Linked DNA regions of Mus musculus: regions 1, 2, 3, 4, 6 and 7 are each linked to region 5. Evidence: chromatin contacts called from public HiChIP or PLAC-seq and promoter capture Hi-C data. All regions are on one chromosome and are shown on one strand. Each heading gives the region's core, a stretch centred on a gene start, on an enhancer-like site or on the middle of the called end of the contact. The rest is flanking DNA. Distances are from core to core; before and after follow the strand shown.

Evidence for each region. Promoter capture Hi-C pulls out the DNA fragments that hold promoters and counts their contacts. HiChIP or PLAC-seq counts read pairs in DNA pulled down with a chosen protein or histone mark. Capture Hi-C pulls out chosen DNA fragments and counts their contacts.
Region 1: an H3K27ac HiChIP or PLAC-seq map of extraembryonic endoderm stem cells shows a contact between it and region 5, with 5 times the contacts expected there. The contact joins the promoter of Vps26a here to the promoter of Tysnd1 in region 5. A contact is called at or near these places in 4 of 39 promoter capture datasets (the C10 cell line, hippocampal neurons and liver), 1 of 484 Hi-C or Micro-C datasets (CD4 T cells) and 1 of 115 datasets of contacts at active chromatin or transcription factors (extraembryonic endoderm stem cells).
Region 2: a contact with region 5 is called in a promoter capture Hi-C map of adipose tissue. The contact joins the promoter of Ddx50 here to the promoter of Tysnd1 in region 5. A contact is called at or near these places in 1 of 39 promoter capture datasets (erythroid cells), 1 of 115 datasets of contacts at active chromatin or transcription factors (pancreatic cancer cells) and 1 of 9 other capture datasets (adipose tissue).
Region 3: a contact with region 5 is called in a promoter capture Hi-C map of pre-B cells, with 2.7 times the contacts expected there. The contact joins the promoter of Ddx21 here to the promoter of Tysnd1 in region 5. A contact is called at or near these places in 3 of 39 promoter capture datasets (erythroid cells, liver and pre-B cells) and 1 of 115 datasets of contacts at active chromatin or transcription factors (bone marrow-derived macrophages).
Region 4: an H3K4me3 HiChIP or PLAC-seq map of embryonic stem cells shows a contact between it and region 5, with 6 times the contacts expected there. The contact joins the promoter of Tspan15 here to the promoter of Tysnd1 in region 5. A contact is called at or near these places in 3 of 39 promoter capture datasets (hippocampal neurons, maxillary cranial neural crest and stem cell-derived epiblast-like cells), 4 of 115 datasets of contacts at active chromatin or transcription factors (embryonic stem cells, large pre-B cells and pancreatic cancer cells) and 1 of 9 other capture datasets (embryonic stem cells).
Region 6: a promoter capture Hi-C map of hippocampal neurons shows a contact between it and region 5, with 6 times the contacts expected there. The contact joins the promoter of 4930507D05Rik here to the promoter of Tysnd1 in region 5. A contact is called at or near these places in 6 of 39 promoter capture datasets (the C10 cell line, hippocampal neurons, liver and 2 more), 3 of 484 Hi-C or Micro-C datasets (B cells, CD4 T cells and embryonic stem cells), 3 of 115 datasets of contacts at active chromatin or transcription factors (embryonic stem cells, extraembryonic endoderm stem cells and memory CD8 T cells) and 2 of 9 other capture datasets (embryonic stem cells and liver).
Region 7: a contact with region 5 is called in a promoter capture Hi-C map of liver, with 2.9 times the contacts expected there. The contact joins the promoter of Pcbd1 here to the promoter of Tysnd1 in region 5. A contact is called at or near these places in 2 of 39 promoter capture datasets (both in liver) and 1 of 115 datasets of contacts at active chromatin or transcription factors (pancreatic cancer cells).

What each region holds. Positions count from the first base shown.
Region 1 is chr10:62,485,269-62,488,215 of GRCm38.p6, reverse strand. Vps26a (VPS26 retromer complex component A) reads left to right here and starts at 1,411. Exons shown (of 9, transcript NM_133672.3): 1 at 1,411-1,558. The coding sequence starts at 1,556.
Region 2 is chr10:62,649,896-62,652,734 of GRCm38.p6, reverse strand. It overlaps Ddx50 (DExD box helicase 50), which reads left to right and starts at 1,517. Exons shown (of 15, transcript NM_053183.3): 1 at 1,517-1,710. The coding sequence starts at 1,624.
Region 3 is chr10:62,600,716-62,603,848 of GRCm38.p6, reverse strand. It overlaps Ddx21 (DExD box helicase 21), which reads left to right and starts at 1,551. Exons shown (of 15, transcript NM_019553.2): 1 at 1,551-1,721. The coding sequence starts at 1,635.
Region 4 is chr10:62,229,634-62,232,598 of GRCm38.p6, reverse strand. Tspan15 (tetraspanin 15) reads left to right here and starts at 1,381. Exons shown (of 8, transcript NM_197996.2): 1 at 1,381-1,579. The coding sequence starts at 1,484.
Region 5 is chr10:61,693,846-61,696,893 of GRCm38.p6, reverse strand. It overlaps Tysnd1 (trypsin domain containing 1), which reads right to left and starts at 1,380. Exons shown (of 4, transcript NM_027912.1): 1 at 152-1,380. The coding sequence starts at 1,323.
Region 6 is chr10:62,447,314-62,450,448 of GRCm38.p6, reverse strand. It overlaps 4930507D05Rik (RIKEN cDNA 4930507D05 gene), which reads right to left and starts at 1,289. Exons shown (of 1, transcript NR_027926.1): 1 at 1-1,289. Supv3l1 (suppressor of var1, 3-like 1 (S. cerevisiae)) reads left to right here and starts at 711. Exons shown (of 15, transcript NM_181423.3): 1 at 711-1,034; 2 at 2,676-2,753. The coding sequence starts at 764.
Region 7 is chr10:61,087,812-61,090,692 of GRCm38.p6, reverse strand. Pcbd1 (pterin 4 alpha carbinolamine dehydratase/dimerization cofactor of hepatocyte nuclear factor 1 alpha (TCF1) 1) reads right to left here and starts at 1,362. Exons shown (of 4, transcript NM_025273.4): 1 at 1,277-1,362. The coding sequence starts at 1,279.

The sequences.
Region 1 (2,947 bases), core at 162-2,661, 790 kb before region 5:
CCAGGTCATTCAGGGGACTAACTGTGTAATCTCCAGGGGTCTTTTAATTCATGGCGATTCTTCTACTTCTTCTGTCTCCGGAGAGCTGGGATTACAGCTATGAACCTCTATACCTGACTTATCCTTCTTTATAGAGTGGGTGATGCTCCTTCATCCAAGCCATCTGCATCACAGGGTTTTAATCAATAGTATTTTGAGATCTAAACTCCCTTCTCTGTCCCCATACTATTTTACCCGTCTGTAAATATGACAGGTAATCTCCAATATTGGGAAGGCTGAAGGAGGACAGATGTGTTTCTTGACAGCCTGGGCTACATAGCATATTCCAGAGGAGCCTGGGACACCTAGTGAGACCCTGTCTCAACAATAAATATACACACAAACATCCATTCGTTCCAAAGCTCCCTGGCATAGCAATCTTTAAGATTTGTTTTCAGATAATATCATTTTAGGCAGATTTCTCCTGCATGCATGAAGGAAGTGCAGTGTTCCATCTGCAGCAATGCATAAAACCACCAGTGACTCCTGCAATTACAGCATTGGGAAGGCACTTTGGAGGTGCTCACTCTCCACTTGAGGCTAGCCTAGTCTACATGAGTACATGAGAACCCCTGTCTTACAAACAAAAGACTCATTTCCAGTATTTGAATTCTGTCGCGATTGGAGACCGAAGCCTCATTTTAACCTTTAAATATTTTAGACTTACAACTTGACACTCTACTCCCCAAGTTGAGTTTCGTTATGATAGGGCTGATGACACCCCTCCGCCCATAAATCTGAATGAAAGGTTCAGTTCCTAAGCCTTCGTAGTATTTCATCTATCCTCAGGTTTTCTGGGCCTCCACTACAATGACTGACTGGATCAGAGTGTTGGAGAGCTGCGTTTTGCACGCTTGCGAAACTTTTAGGAAGGGCTGTTGCCGGGGAGGGGGGGTAAGGAGGGCGGAACCGATTTGAGAGTACTGCCTCTCCGGCTTGGAAGGCTGCGTCACGAGCTATCCGTGGACTGCAAAGGATGTGCTTTAAAGATTAGCTTTTCTCCCTAACCGTCTCTTCGGAGGCCAACAATTCTCGGGGCTGAGGCGGGAAACAGATCAGGCGCAAAGGTCGGAACTGCAGCAAGCCCGCAAAGACACGCCTCCCGCACAAACCCTCGAGTCCCCCAAGTTTCCCTAGGGAAAAGGAAATGGGCGTGCCGGAGGGAGGAGTTTGACAGCGCACGGCTCGTCACGTGACAACTAGCTCTAGGGTTGCTGGACTGAGAAGACAGATCTTTGACTCCTCCCACCAGACGTCACCCACCCAGACCACGCCCTCAACCGAAAGGCGGGGCGGAGGAGCCCCGCCTCGAAACGGCCTTCCTGAAGGGCGGGGCCTCTAGCAGGGCGGGGCCTCTAGCGGGGCGGGGTGGGGGGGGGAGGGAGAAGAGGAAAAGGAGTGGTCACGTGCGGCTGATGGCCTACGGTCACGTGACGGGCGGCGGGGCGCAGGCACCCAGGCTGGGAGTTCTTCTGAGGGAAAGCCGAGTGGAGTGGGCGACCCGGCGGCGGTGACAATGGTGAGTGCGCGGCGGCCTGCCTGCGAGGTCGTCTCCCGCGGGGCCGTGGGGCGCGCGGCGGGACTCCCAACGGCGGGCGCGGCGCCGAGCCTGCAGGGAAGGGGCGCGGAGCGGTGAGGCCTGACGGCTGCCCGCTCCCGGCCAGGCCTGAGCACCTGCGGCCGGCGGCACTGTCCCGGCCATGTCGGAGCCTCTGCCCGCCTTCCTCGACCGGCTGTGGGGACCCTGGCTGGGCACCCGCAGCCCGCCCAGCCGGAGCTCGGCAGCCTCGCCTTCCAAGGTAGCCGAGGACAGTCAGTGCCCTCTCTCCCAGTTCCGGACTCTGGCGAGACCTGCTCACCTTCCTCGTCCCGAGCTCGATAGAGTCCGCTTATTTTCTTTAAGCTGGTTGTGGAGACATTCTGCGATTTCTTGATTCGGGTGGAGGCTTTTGGCACTTGTAGAATAGGAGGGGAAGGGAGGGGAGACAAGAGGGTGTCGGAGCCGAGACCCCTCATTTATATCTCCAGACGCCGATTTAAGCACTTGGTTTCACTTCCTTCCCTAAGCGATTTCTATAACTTAGCACTTTGGGATGTTGCAGTGTCTTGGGAGCCCAGGCAGGGATGAAAATCAGAGCACTTAACCACACTTAATGGAAAGCACCGTTGGGCGCGCTAGTGTTTAACTACGCGCCCGCGGTCTATAGATTAGAGCTCCTTTGGCTCGTGTTATTTAGCATATACTCCATGAGAGCCCACTGTGCGCTCCCCTTATACTACCCGCTCTTCCCAAGCTCGCCACTTTTAATAAACTGCTTGAAACTTCTCGTCTCAAGCCAGCCAGCCAGGTCTATTTTTAAAACGTTGCTTTGATTAAATAACTTTGAGTCAGAAATTATTTGCTTTCTCTAGGGTTTGGGGGGTGGGGGAGAAGTTCATTCAGGGAGCGTTTTCTTAAACAGTATTTTGGGTGAGTCCAGGGACAGATAAACAAGGCAAACTGCTTGCTTCCTTGCAGCTTACAGACTCTGGAGAGTTAAGCATTTGTTTAGATAAATTAGTTTAAGGTGGAAATTACAACTGCTGTAAATAACTAAGAAGGAATTAGTAGGCTGTTAGGGAGTCCTCCTTTCACTGTTTATAATTTGAAAAGAAAGCTTAAATTGCTCTCTTCTTGGTTACTTAGTTGAATTAGTCCTTCTAGTTAAGTTTTTTTTTTTTTTTTTTTTTTTTTGGTTTTTCGAGACAGGGTTTCTCTGTATAGCCCTGGCTGTCCTGGAGCTCACTTTGTAGACCAGGCTGGCCTCGAACTCAGAAATACGCCTGCCTCTGCCTCCCGAGTGCTGGGATTAAAGGCGTGCGCCACCACGCCCGGCCCTTCTAGTTAAGTTTAAGAGCAATTTTTTTT
Region 2 (2,839 bases), core at 268-2,767, 960 kb before region 5:
TCCTATGCATAGCATATTCCGTTGTAGGGGCATAGTGTATTGCTGTAGAACTGGGTGTAGCTAAGAGGAAAAAGAATTTAGAAAAGCTATTGAGATTTAGATTTGTAAAGATTTAGATGTAGAGACCCATAACTATTCATCCAACTTGTGGGAAAAGCCTTTTTCACCATCATTCCTTGAACACACCTGGTGTTATAAAACTGAATCCATAAGACTACATTCAGACAAAGTCATTGATGTTAAGCCAGTCCTTATTTTCATAGAATTCTGGAAGCTATCACAAATTTAAAATATTGTGGTCCCGGTTATTTAAGTCTAATCATAGAACTCAGGACGTGTAGCTGTAATTTTTTTAAGGCCTGTGTTTGAGGCTCAGATTACAAGACTGCTACACTAGACATTATGTAGTTTGCAAGAATGCCCTGTACCTACATCTAGGTTTGGTGTCATCTTCCCTCAGGAATGTAATAGCTGATTGACTGAATAAAGAGAACATGATAAACAAGGTTTGAGGACTGGGATTGTTGTTCAATTGGTAGTAGGCTTGCCTGGTCTGTGAGGTACAGGGGATCGAGCCCAATCTTTGTGAATATACATAAAGACCAAGAAGTCAATTCGCTGACACTGATATCTTTCATATAAATTTGTACCTCAGAGGCAGTTAATCCTGAACCTTAAGATTAAATGTACGTATTACAAGCAGGTCATCTGTCAGACACATTGGACTTGCTTTTCTTATCCTTTAGATTTTTCCCTATTCTGTTTCATAGGAGCGAGCATTCGCCTTGCAACTCTGGGAAATTACAGCTGTGAGAGCGCTGTGCCCATCGCGGATTCCGATCACTTTTCAAGTCTTACAAGCGCTACTGAGTTTGGACAAATAAATTCGCTTCTCGGGTGGGTTTGGTTTCTTCTGGGATACGTGAGAACTAAAAGTGAAGCCATAACTTAACGCCTGCATAAGGAGCTAATATCCTTGAGGCGGCCCCTCGGCTTCAGACCCCTGCAGATTCTGCTGACCCCGGGAAGCCTCGACGTCAATGCCCAGGTACCGTTACAGGCTAACGCTCCACCCACTGCGGGGGGCGGGGCGGGGCGGGGGCGGGGCGGAGGGCTGCAGTTTCCGGCGGCGAATGGCTGTACGGCGCGTGGCGCTCCCGCCGGCCTCAGCTCGTGCTTGCCCACGAGCCGCTGCGTCGCGCGTCAGCCCCTCGCTCCCCGCCGCCTGCGAGGGGGCTGCGCGAGCGTTGCAGGGCATGCTGGGAAGGGAGGCGTTCCGAGCGGGGGGAGGGGAACACTTGGAATTCTGCGTGCCGCGCCAGGGGAGGCGAGCGTCCTTCCTGGAGATTGGCCCGTGCTCTGGAGAAGCCTGTCACTTCAGACCGTGGGCGGGCCCATCGGGGCCACTCAGGTTTTCATTGGCCGAGGGAGGCTGCGACTCTCTGGGAGAGTTTCCTCCTGTAGAGTTCCGGCTTGCTTTGCTCCCGCCGCGAGGTGCGTGGCCCGGAAGTGACGCACGGTCCTGGCCGGCGGGGCCGCCCAGCCCCCGCTTCCTTTCACGCTCTCGGTGGCCGTAGGTGGTCGCGGCCACCGCAGCCGGGCGGGAGGTTGCGACGGCCAGTAATGCCCGGGAAACTCCTCTGGGGAGACATAATGGAGCTCGAGGCACCCTTGGAAGAGTCCGAGAGCCAGAGGAAGGAGCGGCAAAAGGTGTGCTGCGGCTGGGCCGCGCCTCCCTCGGGCTGCGCTGGCCTGGGCGGGGAGGGGAGCTGTCTAGGAAGGGGAAAGACCTGTCAGGACCGGGGGCGAGTTTCCGAGGGACAGCTTCCCCTTCGCCGAGCTCAGCCCTCCGAGGTCCCAGGGACCATTCCCCATCGCCGCACTCCCGGACCTGGAGGAGAACGGCCCGGCTTCCGTGGTACTTCAGCCCCACGTCGGCCTCTGCGCCCGGATCTCTCCCGAGAGATGGGCAGACTTGAGCTCCCATCGCCGTGGAATCTGCTCGTGTTCCCTTTCTTAGGCGGCGAGTCCCTTCATTTGGTTTTCCGGGGCCTTCGAAGAGTTGAGACAGAGATGATGATGGCTTTGCCTATGTGTTGCCTCCCGGTCGCGGTGTCGTGTCTGCAGCAGTCTCGGGAAAAGCTATCCTAGGGGGTTACAATCCTCCATGATTGGGTAATAGAGGCTTAAGGAACAGTGTCAAAGCCAGGCTTGCCAGGGGTTGGCTGTGATGGAGTTCGTGGGGGTTGTATTACGAATAGCCCTTACTGTCAGTATTTTCAATCCACTGTGGTTTTTATTGAGGCTAATCGTGCCAGACTCTTAGCTGAGGACCGAGGAGATAAAACTAATTAAGTATGCAGAATAGTCCCTGCCCACCAGGAGCCTGTAGAGGTTCTATCCCCACCTCCGTCCAAGACATTAAGAAAGAAAGAAAGAAAGAAAGAAAGAAAGAAAGAAAGAAAGAACCCGAAAAATAGAGGATCTTATGGTGTTAAGAAAAAATGCAGAGGTAAAATTTTTACTGGAGACATTTGACCTGGAGAAAGAAAGCTGAATGAGGATGAAAATGACTGTGGGAAAGATGACACTTGATAAAATATTTACTCTGTAGAGTGCTAGAGATGAGGAAACACCCCCTAGGACCTACCACGAAGGTAAATTTTAAATTCTAGCCACCCTTTTATGTCACCTTCCCAGTGGGCATTGAAGTGAGGCCACCACTATGCCCGACAAATGCCCAGCGTTGAGCTCTATTCCCAACTCTCGTTTTTCTGTTTTTGTAGAACGTACTAAATTTGGAATTTACATTTGAGAGTTCCATTTTTCAGTGCTGGGG
Region 3 (3,133 bases), core at 302-2,801, 910 kb before region 5:
AGAAGAGAATCGGTTTCACTTTCATTTTTCAAACTACTGTGATAAACTGTCTCCCAAGTCCCCGAATCACTGGTTCTTCAGAAGAAGTTCTAAAACGTATTACCAGTGTGGTCGTGCAAATATTTAATCCCAGCATAGGCAGATCTCTGAGTTCAAGGGCAGTCACGGGTGTACAGTGAAAGCCTGACTCAAAACGAGCATTGTCACTGATCATTCAATTGGCCTCTTTCCCTTATCCAATGGTAGTAGTAAACTCTCCAACTTAGGCATCTTTGGGAATCCATTCCTAGTCTCAAGGCCCTGTCAAGGGGCTGAGTGTGCCCTCAAACCCAGTGATAACTGTCCATCTCTTACATTAGTCTATAACAGTGGTTCTCAGTCTTCCTAATGCTGTAGCCCTTTAATGCCTCTTACGTTGTGGTGATCCCCAACCATAAAATGAATTAATTTTAGTTGTTGAGGATTTAGCTCAGCTGTAGAGCGTTTGCCTAGCAAGCGCAAGGCTCTGGGTTCAGTCCTCAGCTCTGAAAAAAAAAATTGCTACTTCAAAACTGTAATTTTGCTATTGAATCTTAATGTAAATATTTGATATATGACCACTGGTAAAAGGGTCGTTGAACCCCAACGGAGTGTCGACCCCCTTGAGAAACTTTGGTCTGTAGTGCTTGAGGACAAGCAGGGCTTGGATGTTATTAGAATCCTGTCTGTCCACTCTGGAAGCAGAGGCAGGCGGATTTCTGAGTTCGAGGCCAGCCTGATCTACAAAGTGAGTTCCAGGATAGCCAGGGCTACACAGAGAAACCCTGTCTCGAAAAACAAAACACAAAAAAACGAACCCTGTCCGTCATACAAGAATACCCGGAAGTTTATAAAGTGCACACATGAATAAAGGGCCAGACTTGTGAATTGTGGGTATTTTTTGTTGTTACTTGGGGTCGGGGAGAGAGCTGTTGAGACAATCTCATCATGTGTCGGGCTAGCCTTGAACTATGTGCACCACGCTGGACTCGATAGAGATCCATCTACCTCTGGCTCCTGGGTGCTGAGATTAGCGGCGTGCACCCCATATGCCCTGCCTATTCTGGTTCTTTTAAATTGTTCATATTGTGCAGCACGCATATGCGTGTCCTGGGTGCCACTGAGCGCGTGCACGATAAAACTGCACAGCTGGTTCTGTTTTCCAGGGATCACAAATTCAGGTCACCAGAACTGTGGTATCTCGCCGGTCCCTGAATTCCGGTGCTCACCAAAGCACCTGGGTTTATCTGTCACCACCCAGCCGTTTTCCACAGGTAGCGTACACATCGCAGCTTTTCATGGGAAAATGTTGCCAGCTGGTAATCCCAGACTCGGCAAGCGGAGGCAGCAGGGTAAGATTCAAGGCCGTTCTCCAAGTCTAGCCGTGGCGATCCCGCTGTCGTTAGACCGCGCAGAGCACCTCCACGCCGCACACACGGGTCTCACCCAAAGCCGCGCGAACCGCAGCCTTGCCGGTACACGCTACTTCCGCCGGATGCACTCCGCTGCGGAAGTGACGAATAGGCCCGGCTGAGGGGCGGTCCGCTTTCTCTGTCGCCCTCTCTCCTAGCACGCGGTTGAGGAAGCCGGTAGGCCTGAGAAGCTGCTGCTGAATAATGCCGGGAAAACTCCGCAGTGGGGCCAAGTTGGGCTCAGACGGGGCCGAGGAGAGCATGGAGACGCTGCCGAAGCCAAGCGAGAAGGTGAGCCTGGGGGGAGGGGGGTGTCCCCGAACTGGGCCGGGCCGGGAGCTCGTGGCCGGCCCTCTGACACGCCGTGTCGGCTGGTCAGGCTTGGGAGTGCGGAAGGGATTGCCGATCGCGTCACAGTGCGGACCAGAGCCGAAGACGGCAAAGTCTGAAACTTGCGCACATGGTCGGCATCTGCTGTGACACACAGACACAGTTCCCTCTTTAAAAAAGAAAAGAAAAGAAAAAAAAAAGAAAACCCAAAACAGAAAACGTGGTTGGCTAAGTGATCACCCTATTATATAGAAGGATCTGTGTGAGCACTGTTAAATCGCCTTGTCTCTTCTTAATTCCTTGCATAAAAATATTAAACTTGTGACAGTATCTATCAAAGTAGGAGGGTTCGGAAATTATCCCGGAACTCCTATGTTGTACGACTTAATTGAGTTTTTTTTTTGCTGTCTCTGTTGACTTTGAAGGTAGGAGCCTTTTAAAGGAGCAGCAGTAGTATTTGAATTAGGTGGAAATCACTGGGCGCACAGCGTTCACATCCGCGTGTTCAGCTGCCTGATGCTGAAGTCAGGAGGGAGGGACCTAGCTACGCGTTTATATTCCGAACTCGACTTACTGTTTTTCATATATGTAGTAGATAACATGTTCATGGGGCGGAGAGATTGTCCACGATACAGTATTTTTAAGATGGTTTTTGTGGTACCAGGACCAAACCTTGGGCAGCTCACGTGTTGGCAGGTGCTGTCCCACTGTAGCTCTAGCCCTTAGCCCAGCGGTTCTCAGCCTGACAGATAATCTGCAGATGTTTATATTATGATTCATAACGGTAGCAAAAATTAAAGTAACAACGGGATAATTTTCTGGTTGGGGGTCACTACAATATGAACTATTTGAAAAGTTGAGAATCGCTACCTTAGGCCATGATTTGAGAATTTAGTCCATTATGATTTAGTCTTTACTGCCTGGAACACTACTAGAGTCTATCTAGTAGGTGGCTAATAATCGGTACAAATTTTCCATATGAAAAGTTGCACATTTAAATAAAGTCCAAATAAAGTTTCACAGACGCAAATGATATATGAATTTTTTTGGTAGTTTTGTTTCATATAGTGTCTACGAGAATCCACATTGAAGTACACATTTCTTGAGTGTTTTACCATATAGAAATTTTGGAGGGAAAAGAAACCTGTTGTTGCTGTTATGAGGACACCCAAAGTTTGCTTGCTCGCTCTCTCTCTCTCTCTCTTTCTTTTCTTTCTTTCCTTCCTTCATAGTTACCTTTTGGACAGTGCTTGCTCACTGATACTGTGTGTGTGTGTATGTATGTATGTATGGATGGATGGGTATGCTTGCCCCTGGGGTTACAGAAGTTTGAGGTCAATGTTGGGTGGGTGCCTTTATCACTTATTTTCCCC
Region 4 (2,965 bases), core at 132-2,631, 540 kb before region 5:
CCAACATCTCCTTTGGATGCAAGAGCACCCACAGACTCAATGACATTCAGACAGTCTCTCTCTCTCTCTCTCTCTCTCTCTCTCTCTCTCTCTCTAAGTAGAAATACCAGGATTAGCACCTGACCTGCCCACCTCCTGAACACTCCCCCCCTCTCAGCCCAGGGAACTTGTCTACAGGTGCCATTTCCAGATTCACCACCAGAACTTTCAGAGCTTTTGACTAGCAGCTATGCATTTAATTACCGATTGTCACAAACACAGACTGTCTGGTTCTCAGGCTCTGCACAGAGTCAGGCTAGGCCGGAGACAGGAAAACAACAGAAGACAGCTGGGAACATTTACCAAGGAAAAACGATTCATAGCTACCTGTGGCCCAGCCCACCAAGGGAAGGCTGGAGGGAGGTCAGACCCTGGCTGAGTGAGTGAGTAGTGACTAGGTTTGTAGAAGGTCCTAGAAGAGGATTTTCTGGGAGAAGAACTTTTTTTTTTGGGAGCAGAGTTGGAGGGCAAAAGGGAATTTCCATGGTCAGCTGGTTGACGAGCCTGGGGCAGATCTGTCTCCGGAAGTCTGCTGCTCCAATGGAACACCCTGGACTGGTGACCTTCCAGGATGTGACCATCACTCTTACACACTCACTTGCTGTTTTTGTTTTGTGTTTTATTCAGACTGAGTGTCACACAGCCTTGGCTGGCCTGAAACTTGCTATGTAGACCAGGCTGCCCTCAAACTCAGGGATCCACTTGCTTCTGTCTCCTGAATGCAAGGTATCAAAGGTGTGCGCTAGGATGTAACTGCAACAACAACACACTTGGTATTTTGTTTTGTTTTGTTTTGCTTGTTTGTTTGTTTGTTTGTTTTCGAGACAGGATCTCACTGAGTAGCTCTGGATGTCCTGGAACTCACAGTGCAGACCAGATTACTCACATAGATCCGCCTGTCTCTGCCTCCTCCTAACTGTCTCCACTGTCGCTGTCCTTTCTCGCAGTATTCAATCACACCCGTGGAAAGCCAGCCTTATTTTTGACGGTACTTAGGAACTCAGGCTCTTAGGCAGTCCTCTATCACTGAACTACAGTGCGAGCACCCTGTTTTCTAATACAGAACTGGGCACGCTCGCCCTTACTCCTGCGCCTCTCCAGGCCACACGCTCCCACGCTGAGATACAAATCGAGGACAGGATCTATGCACAGGAGCGCTCCTTTTTTGAGTCTCGCCCCCTTCTCTCACCCGGTCCACTGTAGCCTAAGCCACGCCCCTAGAATAGAAACAACGCCCCGACAGCGCGACACGCCCCCGACACGCCCCTTCGCGTCCATTGGCTGCCCGCATTGTCCGCTCCCTGGCCCGAGCGGTGATTGCGGCGCGCCTGAGTCAGTCCAGGGAGAGAGCGCGGGTGGCGGGCCAGGCCGCGGGACAGCCGCAGGTGGGGCCTGGAGCGGTGGCCGGATCGAGGCAGCCCCGCAGCCCCGCGCGGGAGCCAAGATGCCTCGCGGGGACTCGGAGCAGGTGCGCTACTGCGCGCGCTTCTCCTATCTTTGGCTCAAGTTCTCTCTCATCATCTACTCCACCGTGTTCTGGGTGAGTGATGGAGCCCGTGGAGCCGGGGTCGGGGTGGGGTATGGGACGGTCCACACTCCTTCGATGGCCCCCTAACACTCGACCCAGGCTTGGGTTCAGCTTCAGCCACTCAGAGAGGCCGCCGGGAGTGCGGGAGGGCTTCTCGCACCACTTCCCTGGGAACCGGGATACCTTGGCGGCCCCAGCTCTGCTCGGTTCCAGCAGCCCAGTCAGTCCTCAGCGTTCGAGCCCTGTTGCCCACAGGACGCCACTTTGTTCACCTATGCTGCTGAGCTCCTACCTAATGGGGTCCGGCTCGCCAGCCGAGTCTGCTGTGCATCCTCTGGCTGCTGTGTAGGGCGCGGGTACGTTGTTGACTGCGCCCACCACGCCTTCAGGGTGTGACTCTCCACAGCCTGGCCAAAGGTGGGCAGCTTTTGTGCTTGTGGCCACCTGGATTCCAAGTCTGGCCCCTGTTGCTACTTGCCTGTGCCTTTCCTCTGACCAAGATGTTTCTCTTGGGCATCTTGCTTTCTTCCTTGTTGGAAGGAAATGCTTTCTTGTTGGAGTGCGGCATTCCACTTGACAACCCGGCGGCTCCTGGATGGTGTTGCTATTTTCATGAGGTCTGGCATTGCCCATAGAGGATCAGGATGGCATTGGTTGCGCACAACCAGGCTTTGAATACTACCCGCCACTTCCTAGCTGAATGGTCTGGAAAGTTCCTTCATTTCTCTGACCATAGTTTTCTCATCTGTAGTTGGAGACAGTAGTTATTAAACACTTGGATGGTTGTGGAAGTAAAATAACGCAGGCCAAGATGAGGCCACAGAGAGCTAAAAAAAAGGGGGGAGATAGTAATAATATAATTATTATATTATAATTATAAAAACATTAACAATAAATAATAATTATTAGTATTTATTGTTATTGCTATTGTTTTTTGGGTTTTTTTTAGAGACAGGGCCTCTGTATGTAACTGCCTCTGTCACCCAAGTGCTGGCATTAAAGGCACCTATTATTATTGTTGTAGTTATTGTTGTGACAGGGTCTTACTATAGCTTAGTCTAGCTGGTGGTGGTGTATATGTGTGTGTGTGTGTTTGCTTATTTGTTTTGAGACAGCATCTTATGCATTTCTGGTTGATTTAGAACTCACTAAATAGTCCAGGCTAATCTTGAACTCAGTAATCCTCCTGCCTTAGCCTTCCAAGTATTGGAGTTACAGTTGTAAGACACCATGTCTGGCACCATTAATGTTATTATGGGCAAGAATCTTTGCCTGTGAATGGTATAAGCTAAAAGGTCCCCAGGGACATTTCCCCCCACAGGGTCTCATGTCATCTAGGCTGGTCCCAAACTCACTGTGTAGCTGACAATGACCTTGAACATTGGATCCTCCTGTTTG
Region 5 (3,048 bases), core at 131-2,630:
GCTAAGAGTCGCTTGTGCCTGGCAGTTTGCTCAAGCTTCGCTGGGCCCTATCAAGAGGCCCAGATCCCCTCACTGGAGTCCTGGTTGTCAAATATGAACTGAGGTCTCTAACACTGGGGGCCTGGTGAGGGCGGGCAGTCCTGAGTCTTACTTGGGTGTAGCGGAGTGTACCAACACCCTGGCTGCTTCCCGGGGTGCCACATGGCGACAGGTGACCACCAGGCGAGGCGCCACGACCACTCCGGAGCCCCACACGGTACCACACTCCACCAGCACCGCCGCGGCCGCCCACGGGGGTCCGAGATCGCGCAGAGGCAGGCCCCGTGGCGTGCTCACATCGGGTGGCGGCAGCAGCACAGACAGGGAAGCGGAGCCGGGGTGCAGACGGGCGAGCGCCCAGCGGGCAACCTGAAGCAGCGGGGCGGCGGCGCACAGCAGCGTGAGGCCCACCCACTCGCGGGCCTTCCAGCAGAGCGGCGCGGCCACCAGAGCCACCAGCGCACCCGCAGGTCGAGCGGCGAACACTCCGCCGCCTTCCGTGCCCGGCAGGCAGCGCGCGTCGGTGAGCAGCAGCGGCCCGGCCGCGTTGCTGAGCACGCCGCGGCTCAGCGTGTTGAGGAAGATGTCCGGGCAGAAGGCACCGAACGGAGAGCCACAAGCCAACAGCGGTGCGCCCTTGACCACGGCCCCGAGCGGTGCCACGGTCACCACCGGTCCGCGCCTCTCCTCCGCCGCCGCGCCCCGCTGCACCCGCAGCAGGGCGAACCAGCCGAGCGCGCGCAGCTGGTCCTCCTCTTCCTCCTCCGAAACCGCATCGTCGGGCGCCGAGCTTACGAAGTGCCATTGATCGACCGCATCGGCCCCGAAGAGCCGAGCGAAATGCGAGCGGAAGGCCGGGCAGCTGAGCAGCAACAGCAGCTGCGCTGGTCGCGGGGGCTGCAGAGGCCGCGCGCGGGCCCGGCTCGGGGCGCCGGGTTCGAGGCCCAGGCTTGCGCACTGAGGCGTGCACAGCCCCGGGAGTTCCTGATCCGCGCGACCGGCAGGGCTGGCAGCCGTGGGTCCCCACTGCACGTGGAGACGTAGGTCATCGCTGCAACTGTCGCCCGGCAGGAAGGCGGTGCCCGTCTGGGTCAGCGCCGCGCTGCCCGTCCGCAGGAAGGGGGTAAAGATGCCTCCGTGGCACAGCACTAGGCCTGGGTTACGGCTCAGAATCACCCCGCTGCAGCTCCACGAGCCCGCGTCAGGCTGTCCGGCCCGCGAGGCGCTCACCACGCAGCCCGCCTGCTCCGCCACTCTCATAGAGGGTCCCCATTGCCGCCCCATGGCTTCCCCAAGACGTCGCACAACGGCTGTCACCACAGGGCGACTGGCGCAAACTCTGACTCAGGCCTCCTTGCCGAGCCCGATTGGCTAAACCTCAAGCGACCGCTCTTATTGGTTGGGCACAGCGCCGAGTCCTGATTGGCTATTGATGCTACTCCTCGTTTGCTAATCCTCCTTTCCCCGCCCTCTTAATTTAGCCAGCCTAGGAATCCTTGGGTTTGGGGTGGCGGGGTGGAGGGGCGGGGGAAGAGGTGAAAAGAAACCTCCTGAGACACAGACGTGAAGCGTCACAGGGAAACCGACAAGGGCGACACTCCCCAGTCGAATCTCGTACTTGACCGGCATCTAACTGTACCCTACAGCCACTGCACGGATGTAAGCAACCTCCGTCTCTTGACAGTGGAACAATATGGGCCAAGGGAACCCTTGGTTGATTCAGTACGTACATTCATACATACATGTGTTTATTCTGGATTTTCGAGATAGGGTTTCTCTGCTTGGTGCAGGAACTCGAGCTGCAGACTAGGATGGCCTCGAACTCGGGATCTACCAGTTTCTACCTCCCAAGCCACCAAACCCCGATCTACTTAAAAAATTTTGTAAATCCTACAACAATCCACTAGGGGGCATGCGACTCACAAAATTGCTCCTAGGACAGTTACTAAAATTCCTAAATACATAAATTGTTTTGAAAGTGGCACAGGGTGCCACTTTTTGGCCCACACTGGCATCGAACTTCGGCAGTTCTTCTGCCTACATCCTCCCTAGAGTCCAGGGATTACAGTTTTACTTTACCCATGGGTTATTTAACCATGTATTATACAACCTTTCACACGACATGTCTAACCACCACTCCGGATTTATGTTAGGTCAGGGCAAATACTTTGAAAGTACAGACTGAACTAGTTCAGGTTTTGTGGGCTATAAAATCATCACTTCCAAATATTCAGCATATAACCCAGTCTCGTAATTCGAATTTCATAACAGCTCATCTCCTCCACCATTTACAAGTGTAAAAATCAAGACTGGAGAGGAGGGCTCAGCACTTAAGAGCTCTAAGCACTTACAGCTCTAAGCATGGACCTTAGTTTGGTTCCCAGCACCCACATGGTACCTTACAGTTGCTTGTAATTATAATTCCAGGATATTCAATACTCTCGTCTGGCATCTGCTGTCCCCTGAACTCATGACTCAGGCAGGCAAACACGTACACATAAAATATAGTATTAAAAAGTTCCTCACTTTCCAAGGACAGGTGGGCATGAACAGGTATGTTTGGAGAGACTTCATGAATCTCTCTAAAGTATATTAATGGTTTTTGGTTTGGTTTGGCTTGGTTTTTCGAGACAGGGTTTCTCTGTGTAGCCCTGGCAGTCCTGGAAATCACTCTAGACCAGGCTGGCTCAGAAATCGGCCTGCCTCTGCCTCTAGAGTGCTGGGATTAGAGGATGTATTAATGTTCAGTGAGACTTCTGGGAATGGAGTTAACACTGCTGCTGCTTTCCCAGCCTCACACCTAATGCTTCCAGTGCTCCTGTGTCACAAACCTACCTAATAAGGGCAAACAGCGGTTGAGGCAGACAGAACTGGAATGAAGCGCATTCTCAGAGCAGGCAGTCCTGGGTTTGCAGACACAGATGACAAGATCTACTTTCCCCAACTTCCTAGCAATTAAGACTCTCTAGAATCCATTAATTCCCCCTTGATGCCCTTCAAGTCTCCAGC
Region 6 (3,135 bases), core at 40-2,539, 750 kb before region 5:
CAGACGGAACGAACAGAGGCACCTCTTTCCTTACAACTCGGGTGGGACCGAGTGCTGTAGTAGATAGGAGTAAGATCAAACTTTAACCAGGTACACAGAGCATACTTTGTGGTTATAACTTTCGAGATGCGAGGAGTACAAACTGCTCACGTTAACTGAATTCTGCAGCTCATGGTGGAGCACATGCCTAGCTTGCTCATGGCCCCTACATGGAGCCCTAGCACCAAGGAGAGAAGCACGTGTATTGACACACGTGTCACGTAAGCGCCAGTTATCGTACAACCGGATTTCTCTGCAACCCGTCTTGATCTGTAGCAGATCAAGCTACGTCCTCTAACGTTATCCTATCAGGAAACTACGGATATTAATGCACCAATCTTCTTGGAAATGCACTTTAGCGTTTGAAGCCACATGATGCAGGATAGACAGTTTGGTCACATGACGACGCTTGTACGGTTCCCTTCCGCGCATCTGTAACATCCCTTAAGATGCCTGATTACTTTCCCTTCTTTCGAGAAAGACGCTGCCAATTGCCGCAGAAAGAGTGAGAGGATGGGAGCTCGTTTCTGCCACTGTAACGTACAGAGGTCGTGCTCCCACGAAGAGGCGCGCTCCCAACCCTTCCATCTCCTTTTCCTTCAGGCGCACGCGGGGGCAGCCCTGTGTCTCTCTGGGTCCTTTCGCTCCGCGGGCGCCGGAGCTACGTCACCGAGCGGCGCCAGTGGTCCGGATTTTCCCCGGCTCCATTCGAGCCGCGGCCTCAATGTCCTTGCCTCGGTGTACCTTGCTGTGGGCTCGGCTCCCGGCGGGGCGCGGGGCTGGGCCCCGGGCGGCCCCTTGCTCCGCCCTTCGCGCTCTCGTGGGGTCGTTCCCGGGGGCTTCAGGACGCGTTCCCTGCTTGGCCGCCTCCTCCTCTGCCTCTGGTGGCTCCAAAGCCCCGAACACGTCCTTGTTCGTGCCGCTGACGGTGAAGCCTCAGGGTCCCAGCGCCGATGGCGACGTGGGCGCGGAGCTCACTCGGCCTCTAGACAAGAGTGAGTGCTGGAGCCTCCCGGCAGAGCGGCAGGGTCTGCAGCCTGGGCCTACATAGTGCAATGTCTGTTCCTTTTTGGAGCCCTTAGCACCCGAGCCTAAGTCATATTTAGTCTCTTCTGTAGTTGACATTGACCGTTCTCTTCGGTCGAGGAGGTTAAGAGTTTTGTCCCTAAGTGGTGCGCCGCTTGTGCTCCTAGAGTCCTCATGGAGGGATTAAACAGTGAGGACTTGCCATTGACCTGATGTGGATGTCTAACGATGTTAAAATTCCATCTGGTTGCCAAGACAACGGGTCTCAGATCCGGATTTCTCAATAAATTTACTCTCCCACGAGACAGACCTGAATTTAAATACAAGATAAAAGTTGATAAAACTGTCTTTGCCAAAAAGTAGTATCGTCCCAGGTTCCAGAGATGAATAAAAAAAAAACCTTTAGCATCACTGGGTTGAAGTGAGTTTTGTCCTACCTGCATTTGGGTGAGCTTGACAATGGGAGGGTGAAAGGTTTCTTTTCACCAAATGACATTCTTAGAGACTGAAAGAAAACCACATTTCTTTTAGGCACAAGCTGTCTTCCTGGCTCTTCAACAAGCAATATTGATGCTTCCTATTGTGACTTTAAAATATAGGCTTCATGTTGGGAGTCAGAGGCAGAGGATGGCAAGTTCAATACCAGCCTGGGCTACAGAATGAGTTCAAAACAGGCTTGGAAAACTTAAGAGAGGTCCTATTTCAAAATAAAAAAATTAAACAAGGTTTCTCTGTGTGGCTTTGGCTGTCCTGGAATGTGCTCTGTAGACCAGGCTGGCCTCAGACTCACAGAGATAGGCCTGTGTCTGCCTGCCGAGTCCCTGGATCAAAGGCCTGGGCTACCTGCACCTCCAGGCAGCAGAGTGTTCTTTTTTAATGTGCTTGAAGATATAACCCTGGGATATATGCCTTGCCAAGCACGCAGTGCCGTGGGGTCATTTCCCAGTACTGTGAAATCAACTAACAAGGTAGTACTCCTCCTCTTCCCCTTCCTTTCCCTCTACTTTTTCCCTCCTCAAGATAAGCTCGAGCTGTTCTCAGACTGGGGATTGTCATTAATTACTGCACAGGCTACCGTTGCTAACACTGCTCTTAGTAGTGAATTACATCTGCCTCTCATAGCAGGACTTGCCTTTTCTTGGTTACTCAAGAAGAGCTTTGGGCACAAGGGGAGGTTTGATGGTGACTCTGTGGGGGTGGGGGGAGGGGGACTGGCTCTCTCCTTGTGTGTCTGTGGTCTGTCAGGGATGGTGCATTGCTGTACTCTTGTCATTTTTCTTACTCCATTGCACAGTAGCCCAAAGCTTCACACTCTCAAAGCATTCCTGAGGCCCCGGCCTTTAGTATTATGACTTCAAATTCCTTTTGTTGTAGATTTGTCTAAATTGGTAAACAATTGTTAAAAAAAAATCTTTTATAGGGTCTGGAGAGATGGCTTACAAGAGCACTCACTACTCTTCAGGTCCTGAATTCAATTCCCAGCAACCACATGGTGGCTCACAACCATCTGTAATGGGGTCTGGTGTATCTAAAGAGACCAATGGTGGTGTACTCATGCATAAAATAAATAAATAAATAAATCTTTAAAAAAACTTATATTTCTTTTTTAGATGAAGTAAAGAAGATCTTAGACAAGTTTTATAAGAGGCAAGAAATTCAAAAGCTGAGTGCTGACTATGGACTTGATGGTAAGGCTGACAATTTTTTGAGAGTTATTTTGAACAGTTTTTATCAATTTATGTGTGTGAGTATTTTTCCTACATGTATGTCCATAGCTACTTTTGTGCAGTGCCCATGACAGAGAGTATTAGATGCTCTGGAATTGGAGTTAGAGATGCCTGTGAGCCACCATTCGGATGCTGAGAATCAAGCTTGGTTTCCATGGAAGAGCAGCCACTGTTCTTAACCACAGAGTTCTCTCTGCATCTCTGCCAGTAACATCTTCATAGAACTGTCACATTTTGCATTGTACTTTGTTATGTGTATTATAGTCTGAAGAAAAGTCCCTCTCCTTGTCTTCTGGGGGACTCACAAGCCCAGCTTGCCAGCCAGACTCCACAGTACAGGAGT
Region 7 (2,881 bases), core at 113-2,612, 610 kb after region 5:
TACCAGGTCAGGTCCTGAGTGGACCCCTGGAAAACAGAAGTTAGTGTCTGTTCTGTCCTCTAGAGGAACGTGGGGCCCTGAGTCTAACAAGCTAGGATTGTGAAAGAGAATCACCCAGGGATACAGTGTTCAACTGACAAGGACTCAAATTTGGCTTGGGGAGCAGGAGGAAGGTGAACTGTGTCCTGCAAGCCACCCATCGTTTCCATACCCTGGGGTGGGTATCGAAATGGCCCTTTGGCTTCATGAGTGAAGGGATGAGACCCACTCCTTAGACCAAGAGATGCCAGTGGAAATACTTCAGTAGCAAGGTTATCAAGTGAAAGTCAGCTTCATTAAAAAAAAAAAAAAAAACAAAAAACCAACACTTCCTAGAACAAGAACATCTGTGACAGTTCTCAGGCCAGCAGTGGGGCCTACAGAACCAACACCAGTGTGTGTGTGCTCTCAGAAACAAGGGGCTCCAGCTCAGTGCAGAGATCTGCTCTGTGGTTAATGAAGGGGGTGGGGGACTTCCAGCATTGACCCTTCAGTGGGTGATAAGCGGGACACTTGTAACCAGGCAGCCAGGTATCAACAGGGCTCCACTCTTTAGAATTTTCCAGAACCAACTTTCAGGCTGACAATGCTCTGAACTCAGGTCAGAGGGGTAAGGGCCTTATTTGCTTAGGGAAGCTCTGTCAGCTTGTTAGTGTGGGCTGAGCGATTACTGATTATCCAAGCCTGTGGTGTCTTTGGGCCCAATGACTCTTCCCAGGCCTCAGCTGCCAAAACACCCTCCTATCCCTGATCGAGTACAGAGAACCCGAACCACGCTATTTGGTAAGGGTTGCAGGGAGGTCTAGGGGCTCCTTTCCTAGGGACCTACCTAAGATCCTGACCCACCACCACGCCAAGGTGGGACACAGCACCCTATCTAGGTGTTAGGGCGGGGCTTAAGGCCAGGGACAGCACTGGGTGCAGAGAGAACTGAACACCACCCCCACCCCCACCCCAATCTGGCAAGCCTGTAGGGCCAGGCAGCGCCACGGAGACTTGCCTTGCTGCCACACCCCGCCAGCAGACTAGGCCTGGGAGTTGGGACAGGCTAGGTTTCCAGGCCCACCGCCACCGCCCCCAAGGGAGGCCAGGCGACTCTAGCCCGGCTGGATGGCGCTGCAGGAGGCTCAGCGTGGCCCGCGCCCCCAGCATCGGAGCCCTAGTCGTCTCTCCACACCACCCCCCGCCCCCCACTTCCTGGTCTCCTCTCAGGGTCCACCAGACTTCCTGCGCTTACCATGTCCAGTGCGGGAAGCAGGTGGCGGCAGCGAGGGAGAGAGCAGCGGGCAAGCAGCAGGCCACCGCGGGGGCGGGGCAGAGATCCGGTGGCCGCGGGTAATAATTAACATGGGTCCTCCTTGCTCCACGCCCTTGCAATGCTTTCCATGCCCTGTGCTCTGTGAGCATGGCTGCGTGATGGGCTCCAGGGCAAAAGCTTTGACATCTCAGTACCTCTGCTCCCTCTCTGCCAGAGGACTCTGGGCACCAGACTGCCTGACCTATTGTTACAGTAACAACGACAACAAAAGCCACCCAGATAAATGTCACATACACTGGACTGCACATATATAAAGTGCACAGTTTTAACCATCTTAACAGAACAGAAGACTTTTTTAAAAAAGATTTATTTATTATATATAAGTACACTGTAGCTGTCTTCAGACACACCAAAAGAGGGCATCAGATCCTATTACAGATGGTTGTGAACCACCATGTAGTTACTGGGAATTGAACTCAAGACCACTGGAAGAGCAGCCAGTGCTCTTAACCACTGAGCCATCTCTCCAGCCCAATAGAAGATATTCTAAAGGGACTCAACGTATCCCTCCTTTGGGCTATCAGGCTATTGAAACAATGGAACCCAAGAAATCAGAATTTCTTCCAGGAAAGGCATGGTATGAAAAGGAAAAACTAAGGTCTGGTGCCAGCCAGAGAAGAAACTTGTCTACTGGAAAGATTTCACACCATTCTGGCAATTTGCCAGGCCACCTTGTTTAGTAAGGTATTCCTCTTGCCCGCTGTTTAACCTTGAGCCGTAGATTAGGTCCCAGTGGACAGACTTGGAGGCTCATGGACCCCTTCATTTCTCTTCCCAGTAAAGCTGTATTGAGTAAATCACCTTGCTTGCTGTTTTAATCACTGTTTTAATTTTTAAGATTTATTTGTGTGTGTGTGTGTGTGTGTGTGTGTGTGTGTGTGTGCGCGTGCGCATTTGTGTGGGTGCATGGATTTATGTGTACTGTGTGCTGTATGCATGTAGATGCCATGGAGGCCAAAAGGGAACATTGCATCCCCTGGAATTGCACTTAGGTGTTGTTGTGAGCTGCCTCATATGGGTACTGGAGCCAAATTCAGATTCTCTGCGAGAGCAGTAAGCGCTCTGAGCCCTCTCCACAGCACCTCTGCTGTGACTTGTCTCTTTCGTTGGCATATAGAGAGTAGTGGGTGAGCCCTGCTTGTTAGGACTGCCAGGGTCCAGGCTCTGACCCTAATAACTTCAGTGACATGGAGGGACATGTGCTTCTCTTAGGAATCCATCAGCAGGATTAGGAACACCTCTCCCTGTGCCACCAGATAGCCTCTCTCTTCCAGGGCTCCCCCTAAGCCAATGCTCTTCAATTGCTGGCAAGCAGGTTGCATTTTCTAGACATCCCCATGGCCCCATGCATTGAAACCATTTAGTTTATACTTACCTTTGAAGTCCATTCATGTTCTATGTACCATTAGTTGATTCTTTTCTTTCTTTTTTTTTTTTAAAGATTTATTTATGTATAATGAGTGCTCTATCTGCATGTACACCTGCATGCCAGAAGAGGGCATCAGATCCCATTATAGATGATTG